Linked DNA regions of Mus musculus: region 1 is linked to region 2. The links are chromatin contacts, called in public targeted proximity ligation maps. All regions are on one chromosome and are shown on one strand. The core of a region is the stretch at or near the end of the contact, and the rest is flanking DNA. Distances in the headings are between cores, read along the strand shown. Region 1 holds the start of 9830166K06Rik (RIKEN cDNA 9830166K06 gene). Region 2 overlaps Plaat3 (phospholipase A and acyltransferase 3).

Region 1 (7,001 bases), core at 2,129-4,628, 1.1 Mb after region 2:
TAACAGACAAGAAGCCAGCTCCTCTCGCCTTCTGGGTGGAAGTCATATACCATTCCTGATGCACCTCCACCAAGACAGTATTACTGTTTTCCTTCTGGGGAGGGTTAAAAAAAAAAAATAGGTTGGTGAACTCTGGAACTGTAAGCCAAATAAACCCTTTCTTTCCCAACTTGCTTTTTGATCATGTGGCCGAGTGAAGATTCATCAATTTCCAAACCGATGTCGGAAGTTTCACCGCCTCTTCCCTGAATCTGGATGAGGCTTCTAAGATGCATCCAACTCCTAGGCAGCCACAAGTGGTTCCTGAGCTCTGAGTCCTGTCCTCATAGGCAGGAATAGGGGTTATTTAGAGCCACCTTGTAAGAAAGAACACAATTTTGAGGTTCAGTTCTCAGTGCGCAAATCCTGGACCAGACCCTACATGCTCTGCTGGACCCAGGTTCCTGAAAGTTCTGAGCTGTGAGGCATGAGATAGACAGACACTGCTTCCAAGTCACACCTGCTAAGAGGAACGGGACTCAATTGGCTGGGAAGGTGGAAAATTGGTTGAGTAGACTGTCTACATTCGATCATCTTAAGAACCAGACTGTAAAATCTCAATTTCTGGACCCATAATTTTGTTGTGGCTGAGTTTACCCAGGCCTAGCAGGTCTGCAGCCCCAACCTGGATTGTAGCTTTTCCTTTCAAATCTAGAAAACAGTCTGTTGGAGTGTAGGGGAAGGTCTGGGAAGGTTAAAACTAAAGACTTTGGGCAAAGGAAGAAATGAAAAGACATGCTGTCGGGTAGTCTATATGCCCTCAGAAGTGGTGACATCTCTGGCCTGCTGCCTTCCCTCCTCAAGGGCCCTCAGGACCACCTGCACATCACAGGCCAGGTAAAACTGAAAGAACTGGCCTCCCTTCCCAAGGCCTCCATCATCCTTTAGTGCGAAGGAAGCGGCACCCTGAAGGTTTAGTGGGGTTTTAAATCCTTTCCTGGACTGAAACCGAGGATAAGGATGTAAGTAAAAATGGGTACAACGCTCTACATGAACACGCCCCACCCCATGGAGGTCAAGGACGCGAGGTGCTTACTCCCAACCTGACACACCTGAATTGAATCCCCAGGACCTACACGGTGAAAGGAGAGAACCGGCTCCTGCAAGTTATCCTCTGACCTCCACCTGAGCGCTATGGCACGGGTGTTGCACGCACATGAGCCCATACCATACATCATAAATAGAATTTTAACTTTGTAAGGAAAATACTAGCCCTTCCTTCCTGCAAACTTGCAGCCTGCGAGCGGCCAACCCTGCTGGGCTTCCCAGGCCCAGGATTGTTCAGGCACACTGAACCCTCCACAAAGCCCGAGGCACGTTTTTTTGGTTTTGTTTTTTGTTTGTTTGTTTGTTTGTTTGTTTTTTGTTGTTGTTTTGCTTTGTTTTTGTTAATCTATTCAATCTGTAAAATGGGAGTAAGAAAAGGCCTACCACACAAAACATTGAGCGACAGGTTAATTAAAGTAAAGCGCTTAGGAAAGCCCGGCGGAAGCAAGCACTCAGTACCTACTATAAGTAACAATAATGGCTTTCTCTTTCAGACGCTGAAAGTGCTGGTTGATGTAACTGTCCCACCAAGGGAGGAGGCACTTCTACTCCCACGAAACTGATTAAACAGACCTAGAGACAAGCTCTGACTTGTCAGGCAGTTCGAATGAACCAACCTACGGTTGGATTCGAACCCAGGACAACTTCGCTCTTTTTCTTTTTTCTTTCTTTCTTTCTTTCTTTTTTTCCTTTCTTTCTTTCTTTCTTTTCCTACTTAGAAGCATTTATGATTGGGCCGAGTCATCCAATGCTGATCAAAAATAGCAACCAGCAGGAGCGCAGACCCCGAGTCCTGTGTAGACCCGCCCCCACCTGAACAGAGGGGAAAAATGCTGAAGAGGGTCTGGGCAGCAGAGAGGGGGGTCACGTGGGGGCCGGGCCGGACCCCCACGTGCGCCGCCTGCAGCCGCTTAGCGAAGCCCTTTGTCGGGAGCAGCCGCGTTCGTGCCGCACTCGGCGGCTTAAAATAAAGACAATGTTCCCAGCCTCCCTGCGGCTAAATCCGGCGCGAGTGCGGGGGTGGCGAGCGAGCCGGGCGGGAGCTCTTCTCCCCGCGCTGCCTCCCTTCTTCCCTCGTGCCTCAGTTTCCCCAACTGGTATGAGGAGACCTAGCCAAGCTAGGCGGGAATGCAAAAAGCGTGATACAACAGGAGGTACGGGGCTATAGACCCCTTCTTCTGTAGCTGCACAGACTCCAGAACGCTGCACGGACCAAAGATGAGGACACTCAGGAGGAGGCAGAGGAAAGCTGGACACCCTCCCCTCCCGCCCACAAAATAAGTGTTTTTATTTCTAAAGGGACATGTGCAGAGGCGGTGGGAGAAAAGGGAGAGCAAGAAGAATGGGGGAAGGGGGCAAAGAGGAAGCTTGATTCAGACTCGGAAATGGATGTGGAGGCCTAACTCCCCCACTCTAAACCACGTGTACACGCACAAGTACACGCACCCCCACGGCTCTCCCAACATGCAGCCCGCAACCTAAGGATGGCCCAGTAGGGGGCAGCCTGCCACAGAGACTGCTTGTTTTCTGACCTAACCCTAAGGGTCTAATGCCACCGAAGGTGGGAGGAGGAGCTGTTCAGATCCTCTGACCCCGACACCCCCTCCGCCCCAAACTGTAGTATATGACCAAACACAGAGAGAAGGCGCACTGGGTACCCCTTGGCAGCCTCAAGAGTACAGATGCCCCCACACGTACCTGCCACCTGTGTCCCGTATCTGCTGGCCCAAGCCCCAGAGTCGTCGTCAATTTCTTCCTTTTCTGGTTCCTTTGGCAACTGAGCTCCAGTCTCAACATTGGTAGGAAAATGAAGAGAGAAGGAAGAATGGGTGTGCCCCGGACTCCAAAACCCTGAGCTTAGAGCTCACCTGGAACCTACCTTTAGCTTTCTCTCCTCCATAAAGGCAATCTTGATTTCGGTCCTTCCCACCTCCCTCCCAGGGCTTCATCACAGCCCATGGGGCAAAACACACAGGAGCTTTTAGTGTTTCCAATTCTCCTCGGTGGTCAGCTCTCCAGGAAGTCTCTATTGGGGCATTGCTGGACCCAGGTCCCTATGACAAAGCCCCCAGGGGTTGTCTCTATCTCCAAGGAGACTCTACACAGAAATCCAAACCAGCCTGGGGGGGAGGGGGGATGAGGGTCAAACCGTAGGCTGAGAGGAGGAGTGGCTCGTACTTCCCAGGTACACACCTGTGAACCTAAAGTGGGAGTCAGGGGAGACAGTTTGACAAGCAGGGAGGAGAGCAGTCTGTCTGCCTGTCTGTCTGTCTACCAAGGGGAAGCTGGAGGTGGAGCAGTCAGGGAGGTAGATGCTACCTCACTTGTCAAAATTAGCCAATTCCACAGTTGGGCAACACTCAGACATACACTGAGCACAGACACACGCTCCCACATGCGTTCTGGCTCCAGATTGGCAGGGTCACACCTGGATTTACGTAGGCTGCATAATGACATGAGCACACATGTCATACTACACATGCCGGACCCTGAACAGCATATGGAACAAACACAGTTTCTCCAGTGCTCCACAAACCAGATACACATATACCCTCACACCAGACCTTTCCATACACCAGAGTGCACTGCCCAGCATGCGGGCATGTCACTCCGTCCCAGGGTGGGTGAGCCAGCCCTCTGGGTCTGGTCCAAGTTGGAACCTCTCACGTGAGGCCCAATGTGTCATTTTCAAACAGAAGGAATTTAGCTCCCTCACAGCAGGGAGGAAGAGCAGGGTGTGTGGCTGGGTGGGTGGGTGGGTGGGCGCGTGGGCATGTTCATGGGGGGAGGGTATGCAAAGGAAGCAGGCATGTGAATAATGGGGCATGTGTGTCGGGGCATGTGTGTTGGGACATGGTGCACAGGAGTTGGGGGCTTTCCGGTTGGGTGGGGGAAGGTGCCCGGGAAACAGAGTGTGCCTTTGTGAGAGGGTGTGTGTGTGTGTGTGTGTGTGTGTGTGTGTGTGTGTGTGTGTGCCGCCAGTCTGTGTGCAGTGGGTGTGGGTGTTTGTCTCCCTGTATCCGCCTTCTCTCTCCTCTTGGACTTTTAGCTTTCCTGGGCTCTCTTTCCTCATGTCCTGCCTCCTCCCTCTCGAGGCTCAAAGTGGGTGCCCTTGTGGACAAGGGGGGCACACTCCAGGACTTAGTCCAACCCCAGATGCTGCCTGAGGCTTCCCTCCTGCTCCCCCTCCCTTTCTTTCCTCCCTTTCCTCCCTCCCTCTCTTTCCCTTCCTCCCTCCCCCCCAAGGCTGGCGTGCCAGGGGGTGGGACATGCCAATCACTGGCTGTGCCTCTCCGGCTGCCAGCACAGGGCGCAGCTCCCCCCGGGAGCCAGGTGTTTGGGTCCCAGGAGACACTGCAGGCCCCCGGAGAAGCACTGAAGCTGAGGACCCTACAGACCCCTCTCCGGTCCCATGGTGAGTACATTTGGAAGGGCTTGGGAGGGGCTGTGTTGAGCTGGGTGCAGAAGCATCAGGGTCCTCTGAGACAGGGCAGGGACAAGGATGAGACAGGAATGGGGGTGGATTCTTGAAAGGGGAGGTGGCCAGGGAGGGGTCTAGAGGCCAAGAGGGCTCTCTAGCAGTGGGCATTGGCTGCTACAAACACCCTGTCTGCTGCTTCTCAGTGGATTTATCTGATGTTTTTCTGTGCTTTAGCTGGCAGAAGAGGTAAAGACCTTCTTAGGAAACTCAACCTAGACTTCAGAAGAGATTAGATGGCTGTGTGGTTAGCAGATCCCCCAGCACACTAAAGGCAGAAGGGGAAGGGCAGGAGGCAGCCCTGGCTACCAGCACCTAGTTGAAGAGTGACCCCATGTACATACTTTTGGGGACACCAGTCCCAGAGCCTCCTTCTCTCCTCCTTCAGGAAACCCTGAATCCTACCTCCCCTATCCACCTTCAGCCCCCCAAGATGGATTGAATGAGGCTGCTGGCCAGATGGACAAGCTGGATGCCAAGGTGGGTGTTGGGCCAGAAGCCAGCAGGAGACCAGGCAAAAAGCCCCAGTGCTCTTTGGAGACAGATAAGCACATGGATAGCCACACCACCCAGACAATGTGGTCCTGGCACGCGAGGGGACCCAGAGGGCCCTCCCTGTGTTTTTGTATCTTTGGCTTGCAGAAGGCAGGTTTCGGGCAATACAAGGGTACTGATGCACACACATGTTCCCTGACTCCAGTAAGGATGAGTTAAATCCAGAGGCTCTGACTCTTGGAGTTGCCACCTCTAAGACAGGTGTCTGGAGAAGGGGCAGTTGGCTCATGGAAATTTCTTCACCTTAGAGGTTCTTAGCGCCAGTGGAGAGGGGTTCAGTTCTTCTTACAGTGCACATCTATCTGCAGCTCATCCCATTGGCTCAGTGACCCCTGCCTCACCGGCTAGCAGTCTCCAGTAGCCAGTCTCCTGTCTCAGAGTAACCAGCTACTCCATGAGCTGCCCAAGGAAAGCTTTCTACCCTCTGATCTCAGCTACAAGGCAAACCATGATCGCTGTTGAGATATGTAAGAGGAAGAGATGGTAGGACAGGGCTACAAGGTATCATTCTAACCTCCATGCTGGACTGGAAGCTTTGGCTTTAATGGATCTTGAAGAGCAATAGGAAGTTCTAAGTGTCCAGAAAGGTCTAGGCAGAGCTGTCCCAATATACAGTCAGAGAAAGCGAGGCTAAAAAGGCAAAATGAACGTACCCATAGCCCCATTAGGGAAACATAGCAGCCCCATCGGTAACTGAACCCCATTCTCCTCACCCTCAGCATAATACTGTGTTGCCTCCTCCATGAACAGGAGGCTAGGATATGGTGGGAAAGGGAAGGGTGTAGCAAGCTTTGCGAGGCAGGATCTTGGGCTCCCAAGCAGGCAGGCAGAGAAGAGGTGGGTGAATTGAGCTGAGTTTCTGCTCGGCTCTGATGCCATGGTGATGCCTCGAAGAATGGGGGAGGGAGAGAGAGAGAGAAGAAAGGAAAGGGGGAGGAGCACAGGAGTGAGGATCTGGGGGCATGCAGGGCGGAGGATGAGGGGGCCAGAATGGCTGATGCCACACTTGCAGAGCAAGGTCTAGGTTGCAGCCTGCTAACAGCCAGGCTCTCCCAACCTGGTTAAAGATGGTCAACTAGTCAAAGTCCATCGCTGGTGAGCAATTTTGGCCATGGTTCTTTGACAGATGCCCCTCCTTCAGATCAGCAGTGTATTTTTGGAGCATTTAACTAATGACCACTGACCTCTGATAGGTTAGCTGGAGCTCCCAGTAGTAGCTTAAGCCCAAAACATGAGAGCCATTCCTTTTATTTACTTCCTTGTTTCCAGGGCCAGGGGATCAGGGGTGGAAGTGTTGTGAACCTTTAATGAACCAAGAGCCACCTGAAGTGAAAAGCTAACCTACTGGGAGCTACCCAGAAAGGCTGGCTTCTGACCCATGGCCCCTAAAGAAGGGGACAGTCAAAAGCCTTGGCCAGGACTACCCACTTACCCAGGGGCCCAATCCCACAGCTCTCTCCGAAGACCACCTTCTCCCTAGTGTTATCACGGCCCCAGCCAGATTTTTCTGACAGCTTCTAGCCCCAGAATATCAAGATGGCTCCACGCCTCCTTCTTGAATCTCCCCAGCATGCTGTCACCCTCTGCCTCCCCTCGCACTCCCTGCCCAGGCTCAGGAAAGTCTAATGTTCAGGAATCCTTCTCCCCCCATCCTCTTTCTAGCCTCCCCCAGTGATTCCTTTCTCTCTTCCTCTCACCAGCCAGATCCTCAGTCCCTAGAGATTGGTTCAGGGTCCTGGCGGTCATCAGTCTGGCCTGCCTTGTGTTAGAAACTCTGACCTCATCCCTTAACTCTTGCAACCCATATTAACTTCACACACACACACACACACACACACACACACACACACACCACTCCACATCTATTTGTGAACCTCACTTA
Region 2 (6,973 bases), core at 2,034-4,533:
GCTAACCACTCTGCTTCCAGCCCTTTGGGCCCCGTCTTTACCAACTACGTGATCTTTGAGGATGTATTTAGTCAGGCCCCCCTCCACTTGGTATAGTAACTATGAGAACTGATTTTGGAGGATTTCATGTGAACTAGAGAGGAGTATTCTTTCCTATTTATTTATTTATTTATTTATTTATTTATTTATTTATACATCCCATTCACTGCCCTCCTTACCCCCCTACAGAGTCCCTTCCCCACACCCCTCCCCCTCTTTTCTGAGAGGGTAGGACCCTCTCTGGATATCCCTTCACCCTGGTGCACCAAGTCTCTTCAGGGTTGGGCACTTGAGAGGAGTATCCTTAGCATCCTCACAGGGCTGACTCGAAACATGAAGCAGCCGATGGATTACAGCAGCAGAGACTCCCAAAGCTCACTCTTCTTCCTTGGTTCACCCAGGGAGAGGCTGCTGGCCTCTCTGGGCCACTGTGACTTAGATGGGGAGACATTTGCTGACCGGGACAGTCTCACCTTCCTCTGACACTGCTTGCACTGACTGCTGTTTGGTGGCTTGGTCACTCTTCCCTACAGTGAGACATTAGGTATCTTCCAGTGGGCAGCATCTGGTTTCTGCCCTCCATTAGTTGAATACTGCTCATCGGCTATGACAAGGATATACCCTTGTCAAGGGCAATGGACATAGAGGAGCAGCAAGCACGTTTCTAACTAAGCAGGCGAGGAAGGCAATGTTGCTAGTGTTTGCTGAGCACTCCCGAGGGTGTGAGCCACAGTCTGGCTTTAGTGACATAGAACAGCCACTCTGAGGAAGGAAGCAGACAGGGATCTGAGACGAATGTCATTAGTTCCTGGTTCCTGGGTGACTGCAATAACGGTGGTGGCATACTTTTAATCCTAGTACTCCAGAGATAGAGGCAGAGTTCAAACTGGTCTACAGGGAGAGTTCTAGGATAGCTAGGGCTTCACAGAGAAACCTTGTCTTGAAAAAACAAACAAAACAAAACAAAAAAACCAAAGCAAACAAAAGGTAGAAAATGAGTACTCAGAAAGTCTGTCTATTTGCACAAGGCTCAAGGCCCTGTGGACTCAATGACCAGCAACCCTACAATAGTTACATTAGCTGCTTTTCTTACCACTGTGATCAAACATCCAGCAGGCTGCAGGTTAAGGAGGGAAGTTTGTTTTGGCTGATGACTGGCAGCAACCAGTCCTCACCGTGGGAGAAGGTGTGGTGGTGGGAGGTTCTTGCCGGGGTAGTGCGGGTCAGGAAGTGGAGGAAGGGAAATGCTGGTGCACAGCCTCTTTTCTTCCTCTTTTCTCAGCGAATGCAGTGGTGCTGTTCACATCCAGGGCAGTCTCCCCATGTTGATCCTCTCTGGACGGCCCTCACAGCAACACCCAGAGGTGTGCCTCATGAGTGCTTTAGGCATTTCTTCATCTGAAATCAATCATAATAACAGTTCACTAAGAAATGTTGCCTTTAAAAAGATCTTTTATGTGTGAAATGTTATCTATATATAGCACGATGCAACAATAAACAGTATTATAATTCCTGCTATGTGGCCATCTGTTAGTGGCCTCTGAGCTCCTTAATCACTAGAGGGAATTTAGTTAGGCATGTTTACAGGGATAGAAATTACAGGAACAAAGAGATTTTTGGCAAAAAAATAAGGCTCAAACATTTGGCAGGCAACAGTAAAAACAAAAACAAAAAACAAAAACCCTCACAGGCTATGTAAATAACAATAACTTTGCTCTGTGAAAGCATTCTTTTAGCAAACAGAAATCGGACCTGCAGTGTGATGTTGCTCTACTGTGATGCCCTTCCCTGCAGGCAGCTTTGAACAAGTGTTAATTTTCCCTGATAAGAGTAGAGACTTCTAAGCCGGGTGGTGGTGGCGCACGCCTTTAATCCCAGCACTTGGGAGGCAGAGGCAGGTGAATTTCTGAGTTCGAGGCCAGCCTGGTCTACAGAGTGAGTTCCAGGACCGCCAGGGCTACACAGAGAAACCCTGTCTCGAAAAACAAACAAAACAAAACAAAACAAAACAAAACAAAGAGTAGAGACTTCTAACCAGCAGGCAGAACTCAGTCTACCTAAATAAAACTTCAATTTAATTACATAGAACCTGTCACCAAGCTATCATAACATGTTCTTAAGTACATATAAAAAAGATGTATGTATGTATGTATGTATGTATGTATGTATGTATGTATGTATGTATGATCTGACTGTACCACTTTCTTAGTACCACCAGGACTAACTAGATACTATATTCATATCCTAACCATTCTCTTTGTGTACTAAGTGTGACCACAAACACTGGGGCTATTGTTGTGTGCCTCCACAAAGTATCTTTTGTCTGAACCAGCAGTATCAGCATTTGTTTGCACATTATGGCTTTCAGGAAAGAATGAGGCTCATGTTGTTCCTCCTCCATTATCTGCATTTTACCCCTCCTGATATAGAACTCAGCAAGGAAAACACTGGATAGAAAAGGTGTGTGTGTGTGTGTGTGTGTGTGTGTGTGTGTGTTCCTGTGTGTCTGAGTGTATGTAGAGGCAAAAAGTCAACTTCCAGTGTCATTCTGCAGGTACTGTCCCTATTTTTTTTTAAATGAACGAACAATCAAACAAACAAAAACATCTCTTGATGACTTGGAATTTGTCAACTAGGCTGAGCTGACTGACAGTCCCAGGAAACGGGTTTTTCTCATCTCCCTGCACTTGGGTTACAAATGCATGCCCCCATACTTGGCTTTTTAAGGGGTTCAGGAGATCGAACTCAGGTTTTTGTTTTACAAGTCAAGCACTTACTCACTGTTCCATCTCCCCAGGTAACTCCATAACACCATGGCTTGAGGCCAGCCAGCAGTCAGAGCTCTCTGGTTGGTAGTACCATTCACACTTGCATCCAAACTAGGTTAACAATGAGGGAAGGCAGGGGGTATAGAAGGTAGGCACTAGGTAAGGAGCCAATGAATAGGGTGAGGGCAAGGGGCTCATTAATGTTGTGAGATGACCCCAGTGGGCTGTTTTCAGTACCCACAGTCTGTTTCTACTTGGCATGGTCAGATTCCCTAGAAAACTCTTCCAGGCTTGAGTGGAGGGTGACATTCTGGGAACAGCAGAGGGGTCTTGGAGGCTCAATTTAGCATGCTCATAGTCACTCAGTGCCCCGTTGGCGGTTACGATACAATCTGGAATGCATGTCTAGACTTGCAGATCCCTAGAGCTTCTGTTTTACCCTGTCCAGAGATCAGTCACGCCTCTGCTGGGGCGAGGGAGGGGGTCCGTGAAACTGGAGGAAGTGCTCTCTCTCTCTTCCTTTTCACTCCCAGAGGAACCTGGGTGTGTCCATCTGACGGAGGAAGTGCTTTCTCTTCCTTTTCACTTCCAGAGGAACCTGGGTGTGTCCATCTGACCCTTTTAGGAGTTTCTTTCTTTAACACAGGCTACTTCTCAGCTTCTTTGTCCTCAGCCATAAGAGCTAGGCTCACAACAAAAAACGAAATGCCTCTAATTAAAAAGAAAGATCTCTGTGGTGCTGGGTAGTGAACTCAGTGTCTTCTCCATGGTAGGCTGTTGCTCGACCATAGCTGTCTCCCAGCCCAAACAAATGCTGTCTTTTATTTCAGTTAGGTTTTAGGAGGGAGTGGAATTTGACAAATGTTTAGCTTTTCCCTACACCCCCTCTTTTGCAATGCTTTTTGTCCTACTCGATAGCAGCTCAAGTCAGATAGTCTCACATCTGCATTACATAACTACCTTTACTAGTGGAATTTACTTAAGAATAGACAGATGGAGACCGGTAAGAATAGACAGATGGAGACTGGTGCCTAGACTTTAGGCAGAACCTGGGGAATCTTGTGGATGAGGGGGAAGAAGGATTGTGGGAGCCAATGGGGTCAAGGACACCAAAAGAAAACTCACAGAATTAACTAACCTGGGTCCATAGGGGATCACAGAGACTGAACCACAACCAGGGAGCCTGACTGTGACTGACCAAGGCCCTCTGCACATGTTACAGTTGTATAGCTTGGTCTTCATATGGGGCTCCTAACAGTGGGAGCAGGAGCTGCCTCATCTAGCCTCAATAGGAGAGGATGTGCCTAGTCTTAACTGCAACTTGATATGCTAGGCCTGGTTGATATGCAGAGAAGTGGGGAAGGGTGGGGAGAAGATCTAGGAGGAAGGGAGAGAGGGGAACGGGGGTTGGGAGGTAAAATAAATAAATAAATACATAAATAAATAAGAAAGAATAGAGAGGTTCAGTGGCTCACATTCTCCTGGAATCCCAATGCATGGTGGGTAAAGGCAGGACCAGGAGTTTAAGGCCATCTTTGGTGCTGGTTAGTTTTATATCAACTTGACACAAGTTAGAGTAGTTTTGGAATGAGAGAACCTCAACTAAGAAAATGTCCCCACCAGATTGGCCTGTGAGCAAGCCTATGGTGCATTTTCTTGCTTGATAATTGGTACGGGAAGGCCCGTTTCACTGTAGGCATTAACATTCCTGGGCTGGTGGCCCCAGGTGTTAAGAAAGCAGGAGGAGCAAGCCATGAGAAGCAAGCCTGCAAGCATAAGCAATGTTCCTCCATGGCCTCCACACAGGCTCCTGCCCTGCCTTCCCTCAGTGATGGAGCATTACCTGGAAGTGTAAGATAGAACAAACCCTTTCTTCTACAAGTTGCTTTTGGTCACGGTGTTTTATCACAGCAATAGAAACTGTAACTAAGACCAAGTTTGAGACCAGTCTGGACTACATGCAACCTTTTCTTAAAAAAATAAAAATAAAAATAAAAATAAATAAAAAGAGACCTGTGGAATAGAGGCAACTATGTCTTGACTCTGGTCTCTTGGTGAACACTGGAGTCCATACAAAGAGAGAGCTGGGTGTAGTGTCATGCCTGGCACTCAGGAGGCCAAGGCAGGGGGTCTTGAGTTCAGGGTGCTACAGAGCAAGATCCTGACTCCATAAGAGAAAAACAAGCATTCAGCAAAACAAACAAACAAACAAACAAACAAACAAACAAACAAACACAAGAAACCCCAGCCCTTTAAAGGGCTGAGCACCTCCAAGCCTGGCAGGCCGGACACTGGACACATGGCATGAGGTGAGGTCCTTGCTCTCATGGAGGTCAGATTTTTTTTTTTTTTTTGAGTTCTCAATTGCAATCCCTTCCTGACCTTACACTTGCCCACTGGCTGTCCATCTTCCCATTCTGCTGTCATCCCTCTCTTCTTTCCATAGATGCCTTACAAAGGTTTGTATGCTTTAAATAGTCCAGAGCCTCATTCAGGTTACTATTTTGAGTCTGTGTCAATTCCAGGCCAGCTGGTTCTGTCCATTCATTTCCTTGCCCAGCCCTCTCCTTCCCACTGCCCCTGCCAGTATTTGTTGGCTCTTCAGTTTGGCCACTGGAAGCGAAGGGGGCATGCGAAGTGACATGAGCAGAGTGACCCTGGTCAATGAAAAGCCTGTTCCCACACTCGTTACACAGAGCTTGACTCACCCTCCTCTCTGTTGCAGGTCAGAGATGCGGTCAAGGCGGTAGGCATCGCTGGAGTGGGCTTGGCGGCCTTGGGCCTCGTTGGAGTCATGCTCTCCAGAAACAAGAAACAGAAGCAATGAGCTGAATGACTGCCCAGTTTTTGGGCTCTTCTTTTGCTAGAGGGTTTGGAGTTTGATTTATAGATTCTATTGCTTTATAATTAGGTTTATTTTCACAACATACAATAAACCACAAGAAAGGAATTTTTGTGAGGATACTGCAGTAGCTACCTGGTGTGAAGTCTCTGGAGGGAAGCTCGGGGCTCTGTTCTGGATAACAGTCTTTCCTGGCTGGCCTTTCTGTTTGCTGTGGTACCCTTTGTATTGCAGAAAACAGAGTCCAACACTGTTATCTCAAGTGAAGCGCATTACTGCGTGCCAGATACTATGGTATGCCAAAGGAGACAGCCTGGGTACACAGAAATGGAAACATCAGATAGCCAGGGATCTTGGCCTAGAACTTGTTTCAACGTGGCGCTTTGAGACTCAGGCGCTGGAGTTTATGGATATTCAGTGGTGTGAGAAGGACAAATCCTGGAGTGTTGGGGCTTTAGCTCAGTGATAGAGTGCTTTCCTGGCGAGCATGCAGTTTTAGGTTCAATCCCTCGTGTCATCCTAAAACCTTCCGATTTCCTTCTGCAGTACAGCTCTGTTCTAGTCAGGTTTCTATTGCTAAGATAAAGACTTGAAACCCCTTGGGGGAGGAAATGGTTTATTGGCTTACATATCCCTGGCCACAGTCCATTGAGAGACGCTCAAAGGAACTCAAGGCAGGAACCGAAGCAGAAACCATGATGGGTGCTGCTTATTGGCTTGCTCGCCGTGACATACATCTTGTCTGTTGGAGCCCTGGTCAGGATTGAAACGTTGCTCTGTAAAAGCTTTCTCCCGACTTATGCGCATCTTGCACAGAATACACATGTGCTCGCTGAGTTCCAGCACTGAGAGAATAGTTTTCTTTGGCTCAGGTTCCTTAGGGCTTCACGTCAGTGCTCAAGGTCCCCAAACCCAAAGGACCTAGACCTAAGTTCAAAGGGCAGGTGTCCCGATGCTCACCCTCCCACACAATATTCATAATATTTAGATAATATTAATTTATACCTAAACTAATAGTGAGTGGGGCAAGAGAAAGAAGGAGAAAAAACAAATACAAGAGAACTAAATGAAACTTAACTGTCAAATGAGGAAAAGCAATCTGGGGCCGTGGAGAGGGCTCAGAAAGTGGAGCTGTTTGCTGCCAATTCTGTGGACCCGAGTTTAGTCCATGGGATGCACACAGTGGAAGGAACAAGCCAACTCCCAAAAGTTGTCTCCTGACCTCCACTTATGTACCATAATATTGGTGCACATATATCTGCATGCAATACATAAGTAAGCACTATAAAAAGTTTTTAAAAACTGGAAGAAAATACAGACTTTA

Evidence for each region.
Region 1: a targeted proximity ligation map of embryonic stem cells shows a contact between it and region 2, with 6 times the contacts expected there. A contact is called at or near these places in 7 of 39 promoter capture datasets (cranial neural crest, embryonic stem cells, hippocampal neurons and 4 more), 2 of 130 datasets of targeted methods (both in embryonic stem cells) and 1 of 9 other capture datasets (embryonic stem cells).

The regions. Positions count from the first base shown.
Region 1 is chr19:8,659,957-8,666,957 of GRCm38.p6, forward strand. It overlaps 9830166K06Rik (RIKEN cDNA 9830166K06 gene), which reads right to left and starts at 3,379. Exons shown (of 3, transcript NR_045314.1): 1 at 2,785-3,379; 2 at 1-356. Chrm1 (cholinergic receptor, muscarinic 1, CNS) reads left to right here and starts at 4,049. Exons shown (of 3, transcript NM_001112697.1): 1 at 4,049-4,501; 2 at 4,953-5,044.
Region 2 is chr19:7,580,033-7,587,005 of GRCm38.p6, forward strand. It overlaps Plaat3 (phospholipase A and acyltransferase 3), which reads left to right. Exons shown (of 5, transcript NM_139269.2): 5 at 5,533-6,973. The coding sequence ends at 5,634. Among named protein-coding and RNA genes, the nearest start is that of Lgals12, 24 kb to the right of the region's middle.